Regions from separate parts of the Anas platyrhynchos genome. Here region 2 is linked to region 1. The links are chromatin contacts, called in public Hi-C maps. All regions are on one chromosome and are shown on one strand. The core of a region is the stretch at or near the end of the contact, and the rest is flanking DNA. Distances in the headings are between cores, read along the strand shown.

Region 1 (7,899 bases), core at 2,812-5,311:
AAGTAAAAATAGCCCCTTGGACTTCACGGTGTGTGATGCACCTCCAGCTCCACGACAGCCTCACATATGTACGTATAATGTAGGTACAGAAATAAGTAGTGGTGGTTTGCGTGCGACACCCCAAAACCCATTTATTGGCCTGGGAGCCACCGAGGCTTCATTTTCCTGGAGCTGCAGGATCACAGAAAGGTTTGGGTTTGGGGTGAGAGCAACGGCAGAACCACGGGGGAAATCCCAAGGCTGGGCTTTTAAAACAGGTTGGTTTTGCCCCCAGGACTTTCTCCTGAAAGAATTTCCAATTCCTTTGACAATTCCAGGTGTACCCTCTAGTGACAGTGGGATGGTGCCACTTACAGAAACTATACAATAAGTGCCATTGTGGGGGCCAGCCCCCCGGAGGGGTGTGCTGGCTGGGCACACAGGGGTGACCCTGGGCTTTCTGGTGGGTGGGTGACACTGGGGTGACAGGGGCCATCCCACGGACGAGGGCCACCCTTGGCACATCACACACCATGGGCTGGGCTGAGCCAGAGCCATCCTGGCTCTGTGTGGGGACACGGGCATGGGGAGAGCTCCGACCTGGTGACACAAACTGGGACAGGGCACAGCACGGAGCAGCGAGATTCTGGGGTCATGGGCACCTTGCCACGGTGACAAGGGCACAGCGACAAGCTGCCCTCAGGCACACACGTGGGGACAGCATGCTGTTTTCCAGCCCCTTTGTCTCTCGGTGCCAAGTTGGTGCCTTTGGAGCAGGGACATCGCCATGCGGGGAGGTGCCGTGAGCCCCCGGCACCGCGCGCGTGATGTGGAGCAGCCAGCGGTGGCCTTGGCTTAACCTGGATCCGTTGCCAGGTACAAACAAGATTGAACTTGCTCTTGGGTTTACAGCGGAGATAAATCCTCCCCGACGGCTGCAGAGCCAGTGAAATAGAGACGGAAAATAGGTGTTTCAATTTGGTTAGTGACGATCTGTGCGCTCCTAACTTTGCCGCAATATTTTTTCATTTGGGAAGCCAGGGACGTGGCTGGCAGAGGGCAGAGGAGGGGGGGGCAGAAAGGATGGTGGTGGCTCAGAGGTGCCTGCTGCTCCCTGGTGAGGGGACACAGCCCGATGCCACCCCGGCCCCGAGCTGCCACCCCTCTGCTCATTTTTGGAGACCTTGGGGACCGGGGTGCACCCGTGGGCCCTGGCCACCCAGCAGCGGCTCGCCCGGCCGGCTGCACTCGCGCATGGGATGGCTCCCGTTCCAGAGGCTGGTTATTTGTCTTGTTAACCTCCAGGCAGCAGTTTGTGTTTGGAGAGCAAATATTTACCTCCCTTCCTGAGTTTTTTTTTTTTTTTCTTTTCCCCTTCTCCTGGGGTGGAGCAAACTGGGCTCCGTGGCCAACGCTCGCCCTCGCACCACGGGTTGGCTGGGTCCCCACCACCCGTGGGCTCAACACCCACGCTTTGCTTTGAACATCAGGCTTGCTTCTATATTTAAAGCAGCTAATAACAAAAGGCAAGGCCAAGCCAAGCTGCCCACTGTTCTTTTTCTTTCCTTGCCATGTTTGCTGCCACCCCCTCGGGAAGCTGGGCGCTTTCCCAGGCTCCAACTCCTGCTCTGGGGGAAAAGGGAGCAGGAGGAGGAGGAGGGTGGCACCATGAACTCGTTGCTGTTTCTCCAGCTTCAGCTGGGATCAAAGTGCCTGATTCCTTGATAACAGAAGATGGTTGTAAGGGAATGAAATGTTTCGCACACGCAATGGCTCGGGGCTTTTTGTGGCAGGGCTGGCTGTGTGCAGGATTGGCCCTCACCTCACGAGGCGCATGGAGAGAGATACAAAGAGGTCCAGAGCGCTCTTTTATCAGGAGCCTCCTAATGCCAGATTTCCCCAAACCCCAAGCTCTTGGAGGTGTAGGATTGGGAGGGGGCTTCATCTTCCTCTGCAAAACACCATCCTGGTGCTCTGGGTGCATTAGGGGGTCCAGCGTGGAAGATGCTGTGCTGGGAGGGGGGGGTGCAGAGATGCTCCTGGAGCCACATCCCGCTTGGTGGCACCGGGCTGGCCACTTAATTTCTGCACATCCCCAGTGCTGACAGAGATGGAGTGAGGTGTCAGCAGACTGTTTTGAAATCCTTAAGAGAAGGGCTGTGATCCCCGTCCTCGCCATGCCTCGGCTTTGCAGCGAGGAGGGGCTCTACAAATAAATACAGACAGATGAGCTCTTTCACTGGTAATTTGTCACTTCATAATTGCCAAAGAAAAGCAGGTTAGTTTTCTGCTCCTGACCTCTCTCAAGCAGCCTTTTCACCCCAGCCGGCCCCGGGGCCGGGGTCAGGGTCCCAGGGGGCAGCTTTCCCCTCGCGCTGTTGCCACAAAGGGCACCTTGGCCTTCTGCAGCAGTGACATTTCCACGGGTCCCCCCCCCCCCCAAATTTCCCTGCGCTCCCCAGCCCAGTGCTCCCCACTGCGGGCCTGGCATGTGGAAACTGGGCTCTGGGCATTTCCCTGGTGGGACTTTGGGGTGTGCTGAACCGTGCCAAGCCATCCTGAGCTGTGCCATGCCATGCCATGCCAAACCCAGCTGTGCCATGCCAAATCAAGCAGCCCAAGAGCAAAGTGCTGCTGCCCCCTCCCGACAGCAGCTCCCCAACCCCCGCAGCCCCCTGGGCAGCCTTGGGTTTGCTCTCCCCCCGAGGCTCTCCCCCTGATCCCAGAGCCCAGCAGCTCCCCGCAGGACCCCCTGCAACCACCTCACCCTGCCCGTAACAGCCCCTGCTGCAGCAAGGTGTGCAGACCAACAACCCACGGCACAAAACTCTGCATTTTGAAGGTTTAGACCTCATTTTTCCATCAGAATACAAAAACCTTTTTTCCTTTTTTTCTTTCTTTTTTTTTTTTTTCCTTGCAGTATGACAAAGGGTTAATAAGAGGCTCGGAGGGAAGCGTTGCCTAAAATGAGTATCTTTCCTTTCCAAAGAGCTCGAGATCCCAAGGCACAGGCGAGAAATCCTAGCCACAAAAATTTCGCATCCCTCTGCCTTACAACACTGGCAGTGAAACCTTGTTTGGCTTTATAGGCAAGATTTTCCATACCGTGCTCCAACGCAACTCCATTCCGCTAAGCCCACATCTTGTTTTTCTACTGACAAAGTGAGGTATGATTCTTGGCTCGGCGATTTTCTGCTGTGGAAGACTAAATGAAAAGATGCTTTTAAAGCTCATTCACTCAACACTCAACCCAAAACCCAGGGGGAGGGTCAAATGGAAATTCATTAAAGTTATCAGACGGCCTTTCTGCTTTTGTGGCGGGTACGAGGCTGAAGAAAATTAAATGAAGACACAAGTGTTTGTTAGGATACCGCGAAAGGTAGAGCAGCCCGATGAGTAAAACAGCCGAGTCATTTAATTTATTTTCTTACAAAAAGCTTGTGTTGGAGTCATTGTGAGTCCTGAGGACACAGCCCTTGGTGTTCGTTTTGTCTGGATCTTTTAATTTATGGCATGAAAGCATCCTGCCCTGCAAGAAGGGCAGCCGCATGCTTCTCCCTGGCAGGGGCTACCTGGCAGGAGCTTAGAGCTGAGCCGGGGAGGCAGGATGGAGACGGAGGAGGGAGGACGAGCGGCCTCGCTCAAGGCTGGCCAGCAGGGAAGGAGTGGAGAGGCTGCTCCCAGCCCCTCTTCTCAGCCTCCTGCTCTGCCCTTGTGAATTTGGCACACCAGCGCCCATTTCTGGGGCTCCCTGCCCCTTCCTCACCGCTCTCTGCTTGCCCTGGTTGGGGTGAGGAAGGAGCAGGCGGAGGGTCCCCGAGGATGCTGCGCCACCAGGAGGGGCCGAGGGCTTTGTGGAGCTGCAGGGGGGTCTCCAACACCCCTGGGGTTACACCGCACACCGTGGGCAGAGGAAAGCAGCTCCCCGAGCAGGACCAAGCTGGGGGGGCTGCTGCAGTGTGTCCCCAGCCACCAGCAGCTGCCTCCCTTCCCGGCTCGCCGCCCGGGCAGACACACCAGGACGTGGGTTCCTGGGCGATGCGAAGACATTACCTAATCCTTTGAAACCGGATCCTCCCGTCAGGCTCCAGTTGGAGGAGAAAAGCTTGCTCTGGCCTGTCTGTTCCTGCTCCAAAAAAATGTTTCCCTCCTCATGGCAAGGAACGTGCTGCGGACGATTTCCTGCTATCGGGAGGGTGGAGGTGGGTCCCCAGAGACCCCTCTGATTAACCCCTGCCTGGGAAGCCCTGGTCCTCGTGTGCTGGTAAATCTTCCTGTTCCCATTATGGGGACTGCTGCCTTGAGCAAGGAACGAGCCTCATGAAAAAAAAATATAAAATAATTTAGACCCATTTGCACCATCCAGCCAGCTGTGGATTCACTAGTGTCTAATACAGGATGCTCTCACACAAAGGAAAAAATTGGGTGCTTGGTCCCTGCAGGGACTGGGAGAGGCAAGGGGAGCAAAGAGAGTGTCCAGGGGATTTGGGTGGGATTTGGGGAGGTTTCTGAGTGCCTCAGTCCCCTGGGTTGCTTCCACTTGGTACCTGCAACCCATTTCAGCATCCTTGCAGGGTGATGCTCTCTCCAAGCATCTCAGCCTGCTGACAAGCAGGAGGAAGGCTGGCAGGAGAGACAATTTGTGGCTAGCTATTTGCTGTTGTCACTCCGACCATTTTACCTTAAGAGGCAATAAAGATGAAAGCCAATAATAAGCAGCCAGCCATCATTTGGGGGGGAAAGGCTATAATTTACTTTGCCAGGGCTGCAGGGAGTCCATCTGAGGCTGGCGTTATTGACAGGAAGTCTATATGGTTTGTTTCTTACAGTACTTACGTGCGCTCAGAGCAGTTGAGGGTGACATTTTTAAAATCTAAAAATATACAGCCAGTAGCTAACTTCCAGCAGCATGGAAGGGAAGAGAAGGATTTATGCCCAGAACGTTTTGAACTTTACAAAAAAAATAAATAAAAAAAAAATACGGCTGCAGAAAAGGCTTTAAGGGGTTTGTAGGAGGGGAGCGGTCCCCTGGCTGGCTGGGGGGGTCTTGGTGGGGCTGTCGGGTTTTGGCCACTGGTGCTGTGTTGGGGGACCTGGTCCTGGGCTGGATTCTCATTTCTTTCAGGGGATGTAAATGGGGAAGGATGCTGCTGAAGTCGCAGCAGTTACAGGCAGATCAAACGAGAGCAAGCGAAGTCAACGGGTGCTTTTGTGCAGCCCTGGGTTGTGGCCACTAAACCACACTGTGCCTCTAGGGAGAGCCCCGAGGGGTTTTTCTGTGGCTGCTTAGGAGGGACAGCCCCCAGGCACTGCCCCTGGCACAGCACACAGCTCCTCGCACTGCCCCAGCTGCCCAAACCTCGCCGCTGGCCCAGGGGAGCGGACACATCCTCTTCGACCCCATCCAGAGCACAGGGCGGCCTTACAGTCACCCTGCCATCCCAGCAAGCTCCGTAGAAATGAGGTTTTAACCTCAAAGGAAGATGATGTTGATTCTCATTTTCTCCTGCTCAAAATAAGCAGTAACTCTGCCGATGGCAACACTTCCCCCCGGAGTACGAGGGCTTGATCCTACCAAGCTGGGGAACCCAATGATTAAGACCTGTCATAGCCTTTTTCACAAGAATCATCAAATCCTTCCTTCTCTCCAAGACATTGTCTTGTGGGGAGGGAGGAGGTGGTTTCAGGAAGCACAACCGGTGACTAATCGCCCTCCTGCCTCTGCCAAGGGAGAGCAACCAGCCGCACGAACATCCCCGCTGCTTGCGAGAGCTGCGCGATGTCAGCGGGGTTATGATTTATGGCAATCAATCCATCACCCTTATTTATAGCAGCGGCTCTCTGTGAGATTTCACACACGAAGATTGGCTTGTTCCATGGCATTGCTCCTGCCAAAAATTGTCTCCGGGCCTCCCGACCCTCCCGGGGGCTTCTCCACGCCACTTGCGTGCCCACATGGGGAGGTGCCGTCGCTTGGCAATCCCTACCCCATTTCTCCCCCTTTGGAGACTGTGTGCACATTCCCACATCGCCTCCTTTTTCCCTTCCTCTTGCCTTCTATCTTTAGAGAGCTTTTTTAGACAGCCGGAGGTTTTCAGGCCAGTGGAAGGAGGCTGAGGGCTGCCGAGATGGGAGCGGAGACCGGCGGCGGGCAGGGACAGACGTCTGCGTGCGAGAGCGAGCGGCTGATCTGCATGTTTCTTTATTAAAAACACGATCTCTATCTCTGCGAAATGTCCATCATGACTATTCAAAGACACTTCTGCTGCTCGCCAATGGCTGTTGTTCAGGTTCTTTTCCATCCTGCTGCTATTTTGCTCGTTTGTCCTGCTGCTCCCGGATGTCTGGGTGGCCGCAGGGCCACGGGGGCTGGAGCTGTTTTCCAGCACATCCGGGAAACTCGGAGAGGCAACGGGGGCTTCCACTCTGCTCCATAGGAAAAGGCTGGAAAACCGTGACTCTGGTGGTTCAGCAACCATACAGCAAATAAAAGGAATGAGAATAGAGGAATAACCCTGTAACCCCCCTGGTTCTGTGAGAGCAGGGGACCAGGGATCTTGGAGTCACCTGGGGATCATAATTAGGTTTTATCTCTGATTAGCTGGGAACAGGAAACCTTTTTTTTTTCTTTTTTTTTTTTTTTTTCTTTTTTCTTTTCTTTTTTCCTGTGGCAATACGTGGTCACGGCGAGAGAAAGTGTTGCAGCCTCTGTTTAAACCCGAGCCTGCTCCCAGTGCTTCAGTCAGCTCCGTTTCTGCCGCCGTGATGAATGGGGCCCGGGGACGTGATACCTGTAACAGCCAAATCACTTACCTTGAAAATGCAAACCTTATGGAAAGGGAATCAATAATTCCTGCAGCCTGGGCTTTGCTGACACGCGGCCCGAGCCCGCAGGAAATAAACCCTTTGTTAATCTTTCTCAAGAGGCACACAGGCTCCTATAAAAAGCTCCTGAAGTAAGTAACTAATTACAGCCTGCACGAGGCTCCAGTCTGTCACCCCCGACAGCTCCGTGGGAGCAGGGGCTGCAGCGCCGCTGGCCAGGATGATGGACGAGTGCGCGCGAGCTCTTGGCTTCGCTCTGAAAGAGGAAGAATTAATGGGCAAATAAATTACAAATCAATTATTAAACCTTAGCAGCGTGCGGGGCCCTGCTCGGGCTGGGTATCAAATATACATTTCTAATTAACTCAACAACTCTTGTCTCGTGTGCGCTGGGTGCTGCCTGCCGCTGGAAATGTGAATTTTTGTCGTGCGCTCTAAACGGAGCCTTGCATTTGGCTCTTTCTGCCACTCAGGTCTGTGATGGAGCACTTTTTGGGCACAGAATATGCCAAGAGACACTCGGCTTTATGCTGAGCACCAGACCAGCCTCGGGCAAGCTGTGGAAGCTGCAACACGGAGGGGGATGGATCCGGCACGGATAAAGTGCTCGGTGTGCTGTGGGGTCTCGGTTGCTTTCCCTGAGCCCCAGATCCCAAATTCAGGCAGAAGCCACCGTGCTTTCCTCCCCTCCCTGCCTGTCTGGGACTGTCTGTCAGCACCCGGCGGTATTGCCATGAGAACAACCACCGCCTGCTACCTGCCCGCGGTGTCTAGACAGATCCCAGGCCAGAAGTTCTTCCTGGAGCACTAGGAAAATAAAAGAGGCTTGGCAGATGGACTGCTGCAGCGGCACACCCACCTCTGCTATCCTCGGATGAATCCTGGCCTCGAGTCACCAGCACCTCCGCTCCCAAGTCCCAGGGGTGAGAAGCCCCTCGAGGAGCTGGCGGCTGCGGGGGGCTGTGGATGGGGTGGGATTTCGCGGGGTTTGGGATGGATTTAACACCTGCGTCGCTGTAGGGCCAGGTAGTCGTGCTCCGTGCCGAGGCAATATTTCTGCTGCTCACTAATCAATTATAATTCTTAGACAAGCTC
Region 2 (7,899 bases), core at 2,081-4,580, 170 kb before region 1:
TGATTTGTTTTCAGGATGAATCTGGGGGTATTCCTGCCCCAAGCGGTGTAGCTGCATGTTGCCTTGTCGGCAGTTTTAGGAAAAATGGTCACGTTTTGTATGAGGGCATGTGGGTAAGAAGCGTGGGCCAGGAGCCAGGATCCTTGGGGGCTCCCCTTCCCCAGTGACCCCCTTGCCGGGCCCAGGGGTGCGGGGATGCTCACACAGCGCCCCAAAAAGGTTTGGGAGCAAATGAGCAAGGGACAGGGAAGGGCTCCAGGTCATAATTAAGAGGCAGGGGGAAGGCAACAGCCAGAGGAAGCCTGCAGCGTGATTTCTGTTGCTGCGGTTAATAAATGTGTCTCAGGTACTGTGTTTGCCTTAAGCCCTGTGAGTGATGTAGCTGAATATCCTCTGAATGCCTTTTATTTAGCTTTAAAGAACTTGAAAAATGACTTAATTCCCACTCTGCTTTGGGGGGAGCCATTCTCAGACACAGCCACTGACCCTGCAGGGAAGGACCGAGCTGTCGCCAGTGCAAGCAGGGCTCTAGGGGGGACAAAGCACTGCCAGTGCTGTGGGCTCACGGACATTTGCTCTCAGCCACTCTGACTCTTTCTCTTCTGATTCTGGGTCATTTTACCTCCCTTGTAGACCCTGTGTTAAAAGCAGGGAGAAAACCAAACCAAAAATTAAATGATCCCTCCAGTGTGAGCGACTCTGGCACAGGCACGGTTGAAACTGGAGGATTTTGGAGAAACAGGCAAAAGCTGTTTCCGAGAGCGGCTGAGCCCAGGCTCGGTGGTGTCTGTGGTTTGGAGGTTTCACTTACTCTTTACAAACCTTGTTTCAAAGCTGCCTTGTTCCTGTGATTTGATCCCAGCTCAAATCTCCGGCTAATCTTTGATTTCGCACTGACCTCTAGCGGGAGCTGGCTCTGCGTTTTGGGGCCCAGTGGGTGAACAAGCGGCGGGCAGATTTGGTTTCTGACTCAGTGCTGAACACAACCTGGCGAGGCAGCGAGTGCTGCAAATCCTTCCGTGGAGAACAGCTAGGAAGGAGTTGAAGCGTTTTCCCCTGAAAAAAAAAAATAATAACAACCAGCTGTGTTTTCATATGCTCTCCTTTAGCATCCGGGCTCCAGTGTTACGGCTGCAACATCATCGTTGGCACCAAGTACGTGGACATGGGGTGCTCGAACCCCGAGGTGATCACCTGCTCCCACTCCCACCAGGGCTTCAAACACCGGTTCTGCATTAAGACAGAGAGCGGTGAGTTCTGCCCGCCTGCCTGCCCACAGCAAACCCCGAAGCCTCGCAGCCTCTGTCCCTGATGCCCCGCGCTCTGCTTGCTTTGCAGTGGTCCTGGGCAGCCTGCTGACCAGCGGCTGTGCCACCTCCCGTCACTGCCAGCAGCAGGAGCTGCCGGGGGTCCGCATCCACTGCTGCGATACCGATCTCTGCAACGGCTCCCCCCGGCTCGCCGGCGGCCGCCTGCTGCTTCCCTGCCTCCTGGCAGCCCTGCTCCTCTCCTGAACCCCCCCCCAAGGGGTTTGGGATGGGGGTCTCTGAGCTTCAGAGGGGGGATGTGCGCCCATCCCTGCTCCTGCGCAGCGCCCTCCTCGCCCCTCTCCTCAATAAAAGCCGATGAATGTTTTGCCCTGGAGAGAATGTTTGCCCTGGAGATGGGGCTGCTTCTTGGGAGGGAGGTGGGCAGGGGGTGTTGGGGTTGGGACCCCCCTTGCAGCCCCAGCACAAGGACATGGAGCTGTTGGAGGGGGTCCCGAGGAGGCCGGGGGGGTGCTGAGGGGCTGGAGCCCCTCTGCTGTGGAGGGAGGCTGGGGGTGTGGAGGAGGCTCCAGAGGGGGCTTATAGCGGCCTGTCTGTCCCTAAAAGGGGCTGCAGGACAGCTGGGGAGGGTCTCTGTGTCAGTGATAGGACAAGGGGGAACGGCTTTAAGCTAAAAGAAGTGAGATTTAGGTCAGATATGAGGTAGAAATTCACTACGAGGGAGGTGAGGCCCAGGCTGCCCCGAGGAGCCACCATGGCTCCATCCCTGCTGCCCCCAACCCTGGCAGTGCCAAGGACCGGGCTGGGGGGGCTTTGGGCAGCCTGGGCTGGGGGCAGGGGTCGTGCCCAAGGCAGGGGGGGCTCTGAGGGCCTCCCCAGGCCGAAGCAGGCCTCGGCTCTGCGGCTCCATCACACCCCACCAGGGGGCACCCGGGGGCCGCCAGCCGGGGTTTTTTTTTTTTGGGGGGGGGGGGGGTCGAGGAGCTGGGGCAGCCCCCCCATAAAACCAGGCTGTCCCCGGGGCTACCCGGCAGAGTTCACCCCCTCCTCGACCCCAAGAAAAGGCTGCAGGGATCTAAAGCAGCCCCAAAGCAATGGGGGATGAGGGGATGGAGCCCTAGGATAGCCCCTCTGGGGGACACGGGGGTGGTGATGGGGGGGAGCGGGGTGTCCCAAGGAGGCACGAGCCCGTCAGACATCGTCTTGAGCAAAAAAGCCCCAAAAGCTGGGGCAAAAATCTGCCCCCCCCCCCCCCGTGGAGCTGGACCGAAGGGGCTCCGTCAAGGTCATGGTGCTGGGAATTAAGTGCTGGTGCCTCGGGATCCAGCCTCGTGCTTTTATCACCAGGGAAACGGCAGAAAGCTCGCCCGTGAGGCCTGGAAGAAATGTTTTTATTCTAAACTTTTTTTTTTTTCCTTCCGATAGAGAAAAAAAAAATATTTCAAAAGGCATTTTCCATGCAGAACATCAGCTTTTGATGACATTTTTTTTCCGATGAGTGTCAGAAAACAAGTCTAAACTCTACTAAAAATATTATCTGAGGCATCTTCCCAGCAGAATCACCTTGGGGCTGATACAAGACATTTTCAGATTCTGAAGATTAACAAAAAAAAGAGGGAATTGGAAAACAAATCCTGCCACAATGACAAGAACGGCAGCGATAACCAATTCCTCTCCTTTCCCCTTACAATATTCCTTACGGATTTGGGGGGAGCAAGGAACCTTTCCTTGGCAGCTGGAGGTATTCTCGCTCCTGGGTATTTATCAGCCCGGATCCGTGCTGAGCTCCTGCAACCAAACCTTGGTGCCTTCAGCCAGCTCCGATAGAAATTCCCATTTCTTGGCTGGGACTGGGGATGAGCTGCTGGTGGAGGGGACAGAGTTGGTGGCCGGGGGTCCCGGTGTGGCGCAGGCCACCTTGCTGGCTAGCAGTGGCTCGAGGCAAGGAGCCACCTCCGTCCCCTCCGCCGTGGTCCCCTGCCGCCTGCCTGCCTCCAGATGGTGATGCTGCTGGCCCCGCTCTGCCCCCCTTGCCCGGCTTGAGTCATCCATCTTGCACTGTGTAAGAGGCCTGTTGCAATTAAGTAGGCTGAAGTGCTCCTGAACTCTTTAACCTTTGCCCTGGGATTGCTCCTTTTGCCCCAGGGCTGTGGATCAGCTCCATTGCACTCTCCAAACAGCGCCTGCTACTTAGCTGACATTTCTTTCTCCTGCTGGATCCTATTAGCACCCTGAGGTTGAAAATGCTACTTTGGAGTGTTGTAAGGAATGTGATTTATACTGGAAAGTAGCGGCAATCTATCTTTCCCTATACACACACTACACGTGAGGCTGGAGAGCTAAATCCACATCGCCTGAACAAACAGCAACTCGGGTAATTGTTGAGGAGGCTTTGGACACCTCGCAGGAAGGGCAGGCATGGAGCCGGGCTCGGGGCAGGCAGCTGACGGCAGGGCTGGCTGGAAAAATGCCTCTCATGCGATCCTGTGCCCGTACCCCTGCAAAAATCTGGTGCCAAAAGTGCTGCAGGCAGGGCCAGGAGTGGGGCTGTGGGCAAAGGTGCTGGGTCCCACAGTGCATTTCTCTACCCTGTGCCCTGCCCGTTGGCCTCGTGTCCAGGGGAGAGCAGAGTTGGGCAGAATTTGCACTGGTTTGCCTGCGTGCGAGTACGAATCACCGAGAACGCAACGCGCACGGGAGGCAGATGAAAATAAGAATTGAATGGTGCCTGAAGGAGGGCTGATTAGCCTTTATCAGATATGACACACTAACCACCGAGGCTCCTGGCTGGAATACCGGGCTAAAATCTCCGCAGTGTCAAATTTCATCCTCCTAAGCAAAGAGACACTTTCCATAGTGTTTGTGTGAATCTTCTGGATAAGCCCCGGAGACTGAAACCATCTCGGCTTCATGTGGGCATTAAAAGTCCCACCCACGTGTTTAAAAAAAGCCCCAAACCCAGAAACGCAAAAGCTGACATTTACTCGAAAATGTCTTCTTCCTGCATCGCTGCATGGCATCCCGTGCGATCGGCATCTCCTCCCTCCTCGCCGGAGCTGGCTGCGCCCGAGCAGCGCCGCGGGCATCCCCGAGGGCTTGCGCACCAAAAGCACAGCTGGGAGCCAAGAGGGGGCTTTGCACACGCAGAAGTGTGCGCACAAACAGACGCACGGGCACGAGCACCGTGCTTTCCGGGAGAAAAACCGACACCGAAAAAAACCCCTAAGCAGCCTCTGTGTCAAAAGCCCTTTTATAAAAGCCTCAGTAGCTAAAGAATTGCCATTGTTTCAGTCTCCAGTGAGTGCTAGTCTTAAAATATTTCCAGCTCAGAGCAGGCTTTGACATTCTGCCCAGACCCAGGAGAGGGAACAAACATGAGTTCAAAAATGTTTCTGCAAGGCACGGAGCCTTCTTTTTGGAGAACCCTGCTCAGCATCTCGCTTCTTGTGGCTGCGTGTCCCCATCCCACAGCCCCTGGCAGGGGAAACACCCCCAAAAGCACCCCAAAAACGGGGAGGTGATGGCTTCTTGGGGTCCTCAGCAGTGCAGGAAGAGCTGGCCTGGATTTCATGCTGGGGTTTGTTTTCATGCTCATCGCTTTGCCCTTGTGAACAGCAAAACCATATTTTTCCCCCAGCAATGCAGAACTCTGGGCTGTGCCTCTTGTTTTGTTGCTGATGGGTTTCACCACTGGTGCACCGGGCAGCTCCGTGGTGCTTGCCCAGCTCCACGGTACCGGGGCAGGCAGGGCGAGAGCTGCTGCAGAGAGGGGGGAGCCCGAGCATTCAGCACTAATCCCCTCAGCCTTTTGCTGTGTTCGCCAACGATGCTGGGCATGCCGCAGAGCCAATTTGGGGGCTGGAAGCTCTCCATGCTGCCTGCAGGAAGGGGACGTGAGGGACGGACCACGGCACACGTGTCCAGCGTGCCGGCTCCTCAGGGTGCTGGGGGTGGGAGCTGGGGCAGGAGGACCTCGGGACAAGGCAGCCCCCAGGGCTTGGCATCCTGGGGAGCTGCAACAAGCTCCTTGGCCAGCGGTCCCAGTTTCTCACCCTTTCCCTTTCCATGCTCTGAAAAGAGGAGGAGAGGAGCCCAGATGTACATTGCTGGCTTGGCTACCCTTCTGCAAACCGAGGTCTTCCCCACCTTCTCACAAAGCGATTTTTTTGGCAGAAAGGTGCAGAAAAACCTCTGGATGTCTGTAGGAAAGACGAAACGAGCTGGCTGCCCCAGTGACAGAAACCACAGCCGGGCAGCAGCCTTCCCCAGCACCCAAAGAAAAGCCTCCAGCAGCCCTCCGAGCCCCAGCAGGGGCAGCACGGGGCCGTGCGTGGTGCCGGTGGCTCAGGACCGTGGTGCTGGGATCCTGCACGCTGGGGGCTCTGGTGAGCGGCTGCTTGTTGGGGCTGCGAGCACTCGGCACGCTGGGTGAAGGGCAGTGTTTACCCAGGAACAATGTGGGGTTAAAATTTAATAAGCCCTTGTGCAACTCTTTGTAGAGCAGCAGCGAGGACAAATAAACATCTCTTAAAATACAGTCAGTACTCAGGCTCGCTGTTTAATTCATCCTCGGGAAATGCGTGTTGTTTATAGCCACTCACTTCAGGAGCTAGGAACAGCAGGGGGTTGATCCACTCCAAATTTCAGGCAAAATAATGCGATCCACACTCTTCTCTTGTTTGTTCCTAGGAGAGAACACAAGGTCAAGTCTTTGGCTAGTGCAAAGTTTGCTCTAAACTACCGAGTCTCTTTTATTTGAGAAAGTTTCTTCTCTGCTTTCTCCCTTTCCCCCTTTTGCTCTGCTTGCAAGCCCTGGGGGAGTCCAAGTTTCCCGAGGATTTCGGTTTCCTCCTTGAGTCATGAAAACTTCTGGAGGGAAGCAGAGATGCGTGGCCAAACCCAGAGGCTCCCAAGGTCGAGGGTTAGGAAGTCGCTCTCTTATCTGCTCCCCTCCCATGCAGAGATGAGCAGGGGAACAGCCCAGTGTGGGAAATCTCCCTCCCCCAGGGCTGCTGGGGGATGCTGAAGTGCTGAGAAATCCCCCTTCTCCGGGAGCTGGTTCAGCCCTTTCCAGATCACGAAGCTGAGAGGGAGCGATGCCAGCCGTACCGGCGGAGAGCCGTGAATTGGGTCACGCTGCCCATTCCCCTCCCAGCACGGAGCTCTCCTCGTGCAAAGACAAACAGGGGGAGCATTGCTCAGGGCGATGCGCGGGGCAAAATGTCTGCGCTGGCCCAGGAGCTGCAAATGTGCTGGCTGGGCTCAAACGAGCCCAAAGCCTCAAAAACCGCCTTGGATCCTCTAGGAAGGGAGCCAAGGCTGCCCTCTGCCAAGGGCAGGGCATCAGGGGGGTCGGACGGGGGGAGAAAGGGGGACCCTTGTTCATTTTAACAACGTCGTGGCAGCCGTGGGGCCAGCTCTGTCTGCCTGACCTACATAGGCGAAGCAGAGCTCCCTGCACACAATCGATCCATTGGCAGCACACAAAGACAGAGCGAGTGTTGGTGGCCGGGCACCCCGCAGCCCCAGCACCCTGCCCCTGCCCTCCGTAACCAGCAGCACACAGCACCCACGGCCGCGTGTTTGGGGATATTCTCCTATGGCAGGCTTTGGTTTCCTTGTAGCTGGCTTCTGGCAGCATTTGTCCATGCCCCTGGGATGCCTCGAAGGGATGCACACAAGGTTTTGGGCTGCTATTAATTCGGAAGGTGTGCTCTCTGGCTTGGAAGCGAGATCCCCATTTCCTTGCGGGGCCTTCTAATGGATCACAGTGGATTCGAGTGTCCTTCCTGCCCAGTTATCTGATTATCCAGCCTGCCAACACACCCTCAATGCTTTTCCTTTGGCTCTGTTGTTTTAGCATCTTACACCCTGGGGCCAGTCCTGCTGACCTCATGGGTTCTGCTGCAGAGGATGGAGATTTCTGTCCTAATCTGCTCTTTTCTGCCCCTCAGTGAAGGGCAGAGGTGCCTTTGGGACAAAAGCCTGGTTTTCAGGGTGTTGGACTCATGTCCCTCCTCTTCAATAATACCCTCTCTATTAGACCCATATCCGTGCGACCTCCATGGAGCAGCAGACCTTACCCCCGCCGGCAATTACCGAACTCATTAAACCCAGCAAACCAAACCGCGGTGCAGAAGAAGGAATAAAATAAGGCAAGGCAAAAGGTGGGCAGAGGCTGGCGTTGCCTCTTCCCGGTGGCTACGGGCAATGCATCTGCGTTGCTTTGTTCCCAGGCGAGCGCCGTGCCAAGTATCAGCTTTCCACGGCAGAAATGAATCACAGCAAATTGCTCACCGAGCCTCCGCAGCCGGCAAACACCAACTGCTTAGGTACAAAGGGAAAGCGCTGCTGGCCCCCGCTCCTGCCGTCTGAGTACAAGGCTGCTAATTAGTAAATAAGGGATAATCCGATCAATTAAGTGCTCAGCCTGGGGGCTGGAGCGGAGGGCACAGCCCTGCCGGTGAGGCGGAGGGGAAGGGGCGGCCGTGCAGCGCTGGGGTGCACAGAGCAGATTGGGGTGAATGGGGCAGATTTGGAGCACGGGGCAGGTTGGGGTGCACGAGGGCAGGTTGGGGTACACAAGGGCTGGTGGAGGCTGCTGGGGGTCCCTGCAATGGGCTCTTCATGG

The links. Hi-C and Micro-C count contacts between places; a contact is called where the count stands out from the background.
Region 2: a Hi-C map of subcutaneous adipose tissue shows a contact between it and region 1, with 5 times the contacts expected there. The contact joins two enhancer-like sites. A contact is called at or near these places in 6 of 8 Hi-C or Micro-C datasets (F1 follicle, liver, skeletal muscle and 2 more).

Annotation. Positions count from the first base shown.
Region 1 is chr18:8,649,938-8,657,836 of IASCAAS_PekinDuck_T2T, reverse strand. No RefSeq gene overlaps it. Among named protein-coding and RNA genes, the nearest start is that of COL5A1, 75 kb to the right of the region's middle. Within about 2 kb of position 4,061, at least 1 of the 8 cell types and tissues checked has an H3K27ac peak or open chromatin away from gene starts, as enhancers often do. A contact at or near this core is called in subcutaneous adipose tissue, where this site is marked.
Region 2 is chr18:8,823,867-8,831,765 of IASCAAS_PekinDuck_T2T, reverse strand. No RefSeq gene overlaps it. Among named protein-coding and RNA genes, the nearest start is that of WDR5, 21 kb to the left of the region's middle. Within about 2 kb of position 3,330, at least 3 of the 8 cell types and tissues checked have an H3K27ac peak or open chromatin away from gene starts, as enhancers often do. A contact at or near this core is called in subcutaneous adipose tissue, where this site is marked.